2 separate regions of the Zea mays genome follow, and region 2 is linked to region 1. The links are chromatin contacts, called in public Hi-C maps. All regions are on one chromosome and are shown on one strand. Each heading gives the region's core, a stretch centred on a gene start, on an enhancer-like site or on the middle of the called end of the contact. The rest is flanking DNA. Distances are from core to core; before and after follow the strand shown.

Region 1 (4,876 bases), core at 982-3,481:
GTGAACACAAATGCAAGCAGTTCATATATGTCAGAGAAGCCTAAGCCCGTGTGATGTTTCATACTAGCTGCTGGTTAGGGGTTTCAGGAAATAAAAAGAAGGGTTCAACAAGTGTGTAACGTTGCACCTGTAAGCCAGTGTCAGTCTCGCATTCCCTCTCGTCGAGGCGGTACTCATGCATGACCCAATCAGTGCGAGAACCATGTGGAGCTCGGCCCCGATAGTACACCAGGGTCTTCTTCATACCAACTGCACGCCTATGCGAGTTCACTTTTCTGTCCTTCCCAGTTGCCTTCCAGTACCCAGATTTTGTTGCGCGGTTTGTCCTCGATCCATTTGGGTACTTGCGGTCCCGAGGGCTGAAGAAGTACCATTCAAGGTCTTTGCTCGGAAGAAATGATTTTTCTGCACATTTAATTAAGGGAGATGTCAGATATACAAAAAAAAATGTACAGCATAGATGTGAAAATTTATCTGCATGGGTATGTGATAGTCATTATTAGAATTCAAAGTTAACCAAGATATAGACTACCATATATAGTTGAAAATGGAATTAGGCCAATATCATTTTGTATCTTGGAGGCTGTGCACTTTAGTTCATTTTCTTGACATCTGTCCATCTCAAGCCCCTTTCTTAGTTTCTTGCTTTATTTTGCCACTCTAAGATGATAAAAAGAATCATCTTTATTTTATTTTTTCATTCGATCACTGTTTCTAACAGCACTCAATTCGTACAATGCTATGGGTAATTTTTAGTAGGGAATATATATATGACTGGCAATCTTGAAAGCCAACAAGTGGATAAAGAGAATATATCTTTTCTTGAAATCTATGTGAGACTGACATGACCCAAAATATATAAGCTTTAGCTTTGTTGTTACTGGGATAAAGGATTTCCTTTCCTTTTCAAGCAACCCAATGCATGATAACCTTTACACTTGGCAGAATTTGCCATGCCTTCGTGTTATTTTCAGCCAAAAAGCGCAAGATATATCTATATTCATGCTTTCGGTGTGCATGAAACATTTCAAAGAAAACAAATTCCGTAATATGGTTAATCTCAGTTTTATTTCCAAATCAGTATGGAAAATATAGCTTTTATAAACATGCTCCTTTTTATTATTGCAAAAAAAAAAACAGAAACAGTGTCTGATATGCTTCAATCAAACGTAAATTGGAATTCTATAAAAATACATAATAACATAAATACATATAAAGCAAGCACTAAACACATAAAGCCATCCTATATAATAAACTGCGATTTGCAAGAGCTAGTGATGCCTATCAAGTATAGTATAGGTCTTCCGGTGAAGTGCCCACTAAGAAGGGAACATGAGCTTATTCTTTCCTCAAGAGCAAGGATTGAACAGTAGTAAAATAAGATTGCTTAGGGTGTGCACAACATGGCAACCAATACAAATATTTGAAGCTATATATGTATGTATGTGCTTCCCGTGTAGGGAAATAAAAGGTGTAAGATGTTAAAACCCTATTGCAAGCAAAATTGCAATTTAGTTTTGAAAGGACGGGCAAAATCTTCGCCGCAAGTTTTATTAAAAGAAATAAACAAGTATTGGGAATTACAAGTTGCAAATACATTAATTCGCAACAGAATCAGAACTTGGAAAGAAGGTGTTCCATAACTACTTAGGAATGCTTACATACTCTGGCCGATAATATATCAAGCAAACCAGTGATGATAGCTACTTCATAATGCCAACTTGGTTCATCAAGAGTCAAATATGAACAGCGAGATCAATCCTAGGATGGATATGCACATACCTGGCAGATCCCAGGGCTCACACTTGTAAAGATCAACCTCTGGAATGATTTCGAGCTCTATCTGTCTCCCGTTGATCTTCCTCTTAAGGTAGCAGATGATGAGTTCCTCGTCAGTGGGGTGGAACCTGAAACCAGGAGGCAAACTGACTGGCGCCATTGCTCCCTCTGCCCTTCCTCGCAAAAAAATCCTCACAGCAAAAGTCTGCTTGGAGCTTTGCAGTCGCCTGGCAGCAATGCTATCCGAAGCAAAAATTATGGACAGCCAACCAGGCCTGCTCAACTAGCTCTATATGAATGAATGGTCAGCTACAAATAATGTACACAGCCTGAAACACAAAAAAAATATAGAAGAGAGACGTAAGCTGCAGAAATTTAACCGAGATCGTCGTATGTAATGTAACAAAGAGGAGGTGCAGTAGACAGGCAAGAGGGAGAAGGAGACCTGGGCTAATGGCAGGCGCGCGCATGAGGAAGGAGAGAGAGGGAGGGAAAGGAGGAGGGGGAGGGGTTGTGGCTTTATAGCAAAGTTTGGGAGATTATTTTATGCTGGGATTCTTGTCATCTTTCACATGAAGCTATATTACCCCTCTCTCTCTCTCTCTCAAACTTTGGCTTTTGCTTTTGCTGTGTCCTGCGTCAGTAGCTTTATATCGGTGAATAGAATAGAAATATCCCAATCTTCTCTTCTTGTCTTTGGCAGCCAAAGCGAGCTGGTGTAGCCGCAGCAGGACTGTAGGATCGGAAGGCCATTGGCTGCTTTGTGGGCCACCAGAGCAATGCCTAGTCAGCTCCCCCGTTGGAAAGGGTGAGGGGCCCAAGGTTGGTACTCGATTCCCCGCACCTTTTTCCCTTTGACGGTTTACGTCACGTTCCCACACGGACCCCCATGTAGATTTGCCGGCAGGTGGGGGCCTCCCTGCCTCGATGCCTGTGCCTGAATCTGCATGATTAGCAGCTAATCCATGTACAGTACTGTTTGTGCCGCCAGTACTTTTGCCAGAAGCGATTATCTGTCTCAACTGACTCTTAATTTTTTTTTTCCCCTGAAGCGGAGTGGCAACCAACCAACTCTGGGCTAAAGTTCGTCTGTGCTTCTGTCCCCCATGTTAATGCTAGCTAGAGGGGTGAATGTGTGCTGCATGCCATAGCCCATATGGTTACTGTTACTGGTCGGTGCACAATGGCTGCGTGCATGCCGGCAGTACGTAGCTCAGCTCACCTGCCGAAACAATGCCAAGAGACAAGCAAGTCAGTTGAGCGGATTCCCAGACGAACTTATTACTGATACCAGCAGAATCGAATGTAAAAACACTGTGCGATCCAATGTATCTGCTTGTGAGAACGATATATATACAAGCAAAGCATGATAGTTTGACATGCATGCTCCGGTTCAGGTAGCTGTGTTGCTAACTCGGATTCAGAGCACCGGAAACCCAGGCTTACATATACGCAAAAGGCTTCTGTTGGAGCTAGCGAGCGAGCGAGCAACCAGCAGATGGCAGATACTCCTCAAGGACCCCACTACTAGTACAAAGTGGACTTCGTTAACTTCACATCACATCTTGGCAGCCAAAATAGCATATCAAGAGATTAATTAAACCACCGCCCCCTGCTGAAGTCGGCAGGAACCTAAGACAAATAAGAGCCATTTTCTTCAAAAGAGCAGAAAAGGAAACTAGGAGGTCCAATTCAGAACACCGGAGCTGAATGAGACAGGTTGTCTTGTGCAGCTGACGACGGACGGACTGACACGGCCGATCTCAATTCTCAGTGTCCAATGAAATGAACTAGCCAGCCAATGATGGCGTTGGCCACGACCACGATCCCTCAGCAGCCAGCAGCAAAACAAAGGGAAAAAAAAAGGAAAGGTGGGTTATCCATGGAACGACCTACTGCGACGGCCAGACTTTCGACACGTTCCACTGCTAGGCCTACATGGCAAGGGCTGGGTCCCGGGAGCTTTCGGGGCCCCCCACAACTTGCGGCTGCTGATGCATAGCTTGTGGGCCACTTTTCCTTTTTATCAATCCATCCCGCTCCAGCTTTAGGTTCCTTTCCCCTTTTCGAGTTTATGCTTTCTCCCCACACACAGCCGGGTACCATCTCAAGGTATTCTACTACACTGCTCCTCCTACCCGTAGCGTATTATGTACACATACATACATACCAGAAATACGCATATGGAATAGCATGATTGATGAGTATAAGTTGTTACGTTCAAAATGGCAATTCACTGGATTTTGGGCCGCAGACAACTACTAATACATGTTATCTATTTGCTCGTTTCTGTTAACCATGCTTAAGATTTGTGGCTACGACGCTAAAGCCCACATGGTTTTTACAACGTGAGGGAGGTGGCAAACAAGTCGGCCGATCCAACAGCCTAGAGGTGAACAGGAAGAGCACACATGACGCAGGTAGTTTAAGATTTAAAAGCAATGACTCTTAGTAACTCTTACCTGGCAATGATGGACTTAACCAAATGGTAAAGTACGGTTAGCCAGCTCAATTCATAAGGAGACCCAGATCTCACAACTTCACGTCGCCTTTGAGGAATGCAGGAAGAAGAAAGGGAGAATTTAGCCCACCTGGACCCAGAAGATCAGCTCATGCATCTTCGTAATGATGCCAAAGACAAAAACATACTAATCAGACTAATCATTAAGGTCTAATCAGCATGTGTTCAATTCAATTTGAAAATGATTACCTAACTCCCCCAAAAAAAGGGCAATACATTCTCTGTTCATTTTTGAACAAGATCATTACTTCTCTTTAAAGTCTTGGACGTTGAGCTTTAGTTCAAAAAAATGAAACTGGTCCAAAATCCTTCTTTCTATTTCCCTGAAAATTTTTCCGGAGTTCGGACTAATCACCGTCCGTCAGAACTAGTTTCGATAAAAAGGTGAACAGGGAGCAATATACTAATGCGCTGAGGAATAATCCACAGAACTTTGGAGGTGGTGTTGGGATCAGACCTTGAGTGCCCACATTGAAATCCACCAAGAGATGGGTGGCCTCTGCGAGCGGCAAGCAAAGTACTTCAACCTGGATAGAAAACTAATAATTACAATCAAGATATGCTGAGATATATTCC
Region 2 (4,876 bases), core at 1,052-3,551, 310 kb after region 1:
CTGTACACGTGATGGCGTGGCCGTCGGAGGAGCGCCTAAGTCCTATAGGGGCACAGCTGGCAGTGCGGCAAGGATCCTGCTGACGTCTCCTTGCTGCCGTAAGGGGCTGAGAGCCACCGGCGTCATGGCGCACGCGGGGCACCATCATTACCCGTTGCCGGGGTAAGCCAGATGGGACGCCGGTCTTGTTTCTTGTAGCCTGAGCTGGCTAGGGATAGAGTAATGATGTATCCCCTGTTGGCGCGGTCGGTCCGAGCCCAAGGTCGGGCGAGGCGGAGACTTCTCTTGAGGCCGAGGCCGGAGTCGGGCGAGGACGCGATTCCTCCCGAGACCGAGGTCGAGGCCGAGTCCGGGGGTCGGGCGAGGCAGAGACCTCCTCCCGAGGTCGGAGCCTGAGGTCGGGCGAGGCGGAGACCTCCTCCCGAGGGCGGAGCCTGAGGTCGGGCGAGGTGGAGCTTCCTGTTGCGCCCGAGGCCGAACTCGGTGGTTGATCGTGACTTCTTGTCAGTCTTCGCCTGGGTAGTTGGCACGACAGTCGGAGCGGGGCGAGCGACGCTGTTTTTCTGTCACATCGGACAGTAAAGAAGAGGGGCGAAGTGACTGTGGTCACTTCGGCCTGGCCGACTGAGGCGCGTGTGTCAGGATACGGCGTCAGGCATCCCCTGCATTGAATACGCCTGCGAAGCGGTCGGTTGGTGAGGCGGTCTGGCCAAGGTTGCTTTACAACAAAGCCTGCCCGAGCCGGGCTTCGGGAGAGCTGAGGGGGTGCCTGCTGCCGGAGGCAGCCCTCGGGCGAGGCGTGAACTCGTCTGGGACTACTGCTCCAGCCCGAGGCTGGGCTCGGGTGAGGTGGCGTCCCTTGGGTAGACGAAGCCTTGACTTGAACCGCGTCCGTCAGTTGGTCTGAGGGTGTTTACCAGCCGTGATTAGGAGTGTTGGGGGTACCCCTAATTATGGTACCCGACATGAACCAACTCGAATCTTTGAATCCAGCAAATTTTGACAAAGTTTTGAAATGAGAGGAAATGTGCTGCTCTCGGCCAGCAGCGCGGCCGGTTTTATAGGCCTCCGTAGCTCGGCGCCAAGATGTGTGGCGCCGAGCTACGAGGCCGCGTCGACGCCGCGTCAGTGCCATGTCAGCCCTAGGCGCAGGGAGCCGTTATAGCCATGTCACAGCTCGGCGCCATAGGCTGTGGCGCCGAGATGTGTTACCTCGGCGCCACAGCCTATGGCGCCGAGTATCGGGTCCAAAATTGTATATAAAATTTCTAGAGGCCCAAACATAAATATTTTTCAAAAATAAGGCTGAAAAAGAAAAACTTCGGATATGACGGGTACAGGTTTGGAGGAGTTAAATACGAACCCAATTACCGATGGGACTGGCCGTTCCAAAAGTCTTCCAGCCATTTGTGGACCGCGGGCTGCTGACATGCTATTGAGTTGTGGGCTGAAATGCTAATCATAGAAGCCCAAACAGCGGAACACAAAAAACACAAAAGTAAAAAAAAGAAAAAAAGCTACAAACTTTAAGGATCTATTTGGTTAGGCTTATTTTGGTCCGTAACCTGACCTGTTCCTTTTGTTTGTTTCGGACGGTCCGTGATCCATCACGGTGGTGGGAGTCGGCTGCGTCCCATTGCATCTCATTACCGGCACCGCTCGGTTTACGGCGCAGTCAGATCCCTCAACGCGACGGCCGTGTCCACCACGCGACTCCACCCTACTCTTCTCCACGCGACTGCAGAGCGACGATCGCAGGCGCCGCCATCGCACAATCCATCGTTGCTGCCTCCTGGTGCGTCCTCTCTCCTCTCCCTCTCCGTCTCCGTCTCAAATCATTTACCCAAACTCTAACCCCCAATGCTATCTAATCTCTAATCGTTTGCCCTTGCCCCTTGGCCCTTACGGAGCCGCAGAGGCTCAGCCGCCGCTCTCTGTGCGCCGTCGACCACCTCTCCACTTGCAGTCGTGTTGGCCGCCGCCTACCGCTCCCTGTGCGCCGTCGGCCGCCTCCCCACTTCCGCCCCCCCCCCCCGCCGTGCTGCCATCAGGTTGCCCTGCTCCCTGCACGCCGAGCCGTCGCTTGGTTGCTCTGCTCGCTGCACGTCAGTCCGCCTGGCCCTGGTATGTTGATGAAACTATGCAATATGCATGCTGAATTGTGTCCTGTGACGTGACTGTACAGTCGGGTCAAGAATGTTGTACCCGAAGTCGAGTTCGGATACGTGGATATGTTTATGAGTAGGAGTCTGGTGATTTAATGTCCTACCTGTCCTTGCGGGGTCCATATATTCCTCTTGACATCGAGCAAGGCAGCAATCACAAAGCGGAACGGCACCCTAGGGCAGCGGGAGCCCGCAGCGCACACCGTCGTGCCGCCGTCCGCCTGCCCCCCCATCGCCCTGCGCCGGTGCTCCAGGCGCGTCTCGCCCGACTCAGCTACGCACTTCCGCTGGCCACCCGCGGCCTGTTGGGCGGCTCGACCTCGTTCCCGCCCTTACCCTCGTCGCATCGGCCTCGCAGCCTCGATCGAGGCCGACGACCTCCAGCGACCTACTGCCCAGGCCCAGGTAGAGCGCTAGGGGCCTCCAGTCAAACCCATCCTTGCCGTTGCCGGCCGATTTGGTTTCTTGCTTTAGAGGTAATCAAATGCCCCCCCCCCCCCCCCCCCCCCCCCCCTCCTCCTCCCGCGCGCCCTTTACCTTTGATCTTTGCAATGTTCTGTAAAACAATCCTTGATGAGTTCTTGTTTTGTTGGTAGGTAGTTTAGTAGTTGATAGCCTCAGTTCTTTAAAAATTGAAGAAGTCAATGTCGATTGATCTCAAATCTATGTGGAAACTGTAGACAAATTGTTAGTGTTAGTTGTACCAACTGGTACCAGAGAGTGTGTTTTCAGTAATGAATGAATTGTGTGAGAAGAACAAGTTGAGAAATACGATGGGAGTCCAATACTTTAATGATTGGTAGGTCACATTGAGCGTGAATTATTTTTGCAAGTCAAGGATAATGACATCATCAATCCGCTATCAAGCCATTAGGGACCGGAAAAGTTAGAATTAATTTGTAATTTCCTTCCAATATTCTGCTATATCTCTTTGTTACGTGACACCTTAGTTTGAACTCTATGTGCCCTTTATTTAAGCCCTTCTGAACTTTTCATATCTTTAACTAAATATTTTCTACGGTACGGGCATACCTATGGGTGACAATGGGCTCTAAATTTCACACTATAAGATTTAAGGACCGGACCCTATTTTTATTCATTTTTGAACTAATATTTATTTCGGGCCCTACCATTTTGTGAAGAAGCATTTGGATCGTAATCCATTACCACCCCGAGGCATACCCAACTAGGTCTGCCACAGGAAGCACGCCACTTCCCATTGCCCCTCCCCATTGTGGATCCGTGCTGTTCGCGTCGTCCACACCAAAGTGTGCCTCCCCTTTGTGGAGCCGTGCTGCTGCCTCACCATGCTGGAGCCATGCCCCCCCAACCCTTGCACTGCCTGTATCTCGCCTGCACGCGTGGAGGATCAGATGTGACAGCGTTTGACAAAGACCAAGAGGGATTCAGGGATGTCCCCATGCCTTCGATTCAGACGGCTGGCTCTGTCCCACATCTTCGGGGTATATTCCTCAAATGGGGTGATCCCATCCCCTTCCATCCTTGAAGCCAAACACATAGTTAAAGGTAGACAGCAGTCTGTTTACATGCCGATTCCATGGCTTGGTTTTTTGACATTAAATGTTGGCTTGTGATAGTGAGAAGTAACCGGTCCAATCACATGCCGATTCCACAGCTCATTTTTTTACCTTAAATGGTTGGTTCTGCCAGTTGAGAAGCTACCGGTACGATTACATGCCGATTCCACATACCAGTTTTTTGACTATAAATGTTGGTTTGTGATATTTAAGAAGCAAAGGATCCGATTACATGCTGATTCCGTGGCTCAGTTTTTTTACCTTAAATGTCGGCGTGTGATAGTTTAGAAGTAACCAGTCCAATTACATGTTGCTTCCATGGCTCATTTTTTGACCCTACATGTTAGCTTGTGATAGGTGAGAAGTAACAACATATTCAGGAATCAGGACTAGCCATTTTATTTGTCAGTTCTCACGTGCTTGTTTTTTTCTTGACAGATGCAGGAGGTTTCTGATCCACCAGAAACAGTAAGGAAAGCAGAAACAAAAAATATTACTTCCATTGGGAAGGATGTGATTTTCGAGCAAGATCCATGCTCTTCATATCAGTTATGTATGTGTTCTGGTAGTTTCCAAGTAAACCAAATTCTATTAGTGAGGTTCTGTTGGGTTTGTGTTTATTTGCCACCCATTTTTTGTTTCATTCTGTAGGGGGCAGTATGAAATTTGAAGAAGATGGCCATTTGCTGTCTCAGGCAAAGAGGGATTTGTCACATTTGGTACAGGCTTTCTCTTGATTATGTTTATCCTTTTCCCTTTTCTGTTACAATGCTGTGTCCTTATGACATCTTGCCTAGTCATGCAAACTATAAAATGACTAAACATTTCAAGGTTCAAATATGAAATAATTCAGCAAAAATGCTGAATAAAGCATTCACTAGATAGTTCTGGACGAGTTCAAACACTTCAGTTTTTTTTCGCATAGAAATTCAGAAAATCAGCTTGGTTTAAGAAAAAGATAAACAGTTACATTCACATCTGAACTATTTCTTGAATTCTTGGTGCACTTCTTATGTTCACTTGTTGAATATCACTCTTTACTAGTTTCATTTTATATGTCATATGTCCAAGGCTACTCAGCCAGTAATATCTGTGGTTTAGATAGATCAGCGAATAAATTTTTTACTCAAGAGCTATGTACCATGACATGTATGTTTTACAGTTTTAGATTCA

Evidence for each region. Hi-C and Micro-C count contacts between places; a contact is called where the count stands out from the background.
Region 2: a Hi-C map of bundle sheath shows a contact between it and region 1, with 2.5 times the contacts expected there. The contact joins the promoter of LOC100193484 here to the promoter of LOC100279912 in region 1. A contact is called at or near these places in 5 of 25 Hi-C or Micro-C datasets (bundle sheath, ear, leaf and 1 more).

Annotation. Positions count from the first base shown.
Region 1 is chr9:160,348,470-160,353,345 of Zm-B73-REFERENCE-NAM-5.0, forward strand. It overlaps LOC100279912, which reads right to left and starts at 2,232. Exons shown (of 7, transcript NM_001152864.1): 1 at 2,225-2,232; 2 at 1,783-2,108; 3 at 128-405. The coding sequence starts at 1,939.
Region 2 is chr9:160,658,802-160,663,677 of Zm-B73-REFERENCE-NAM-5.0, forward strand. It overlaps LOC100193484, which reads left to right and starts at 2,302. Exons shown (of 8, transcript NM_001352770.1): 1 at 2,302-2,641; 2 at 4,142-4,256; 3 at 4,355-4,422. The coding sequence starts at 4,142.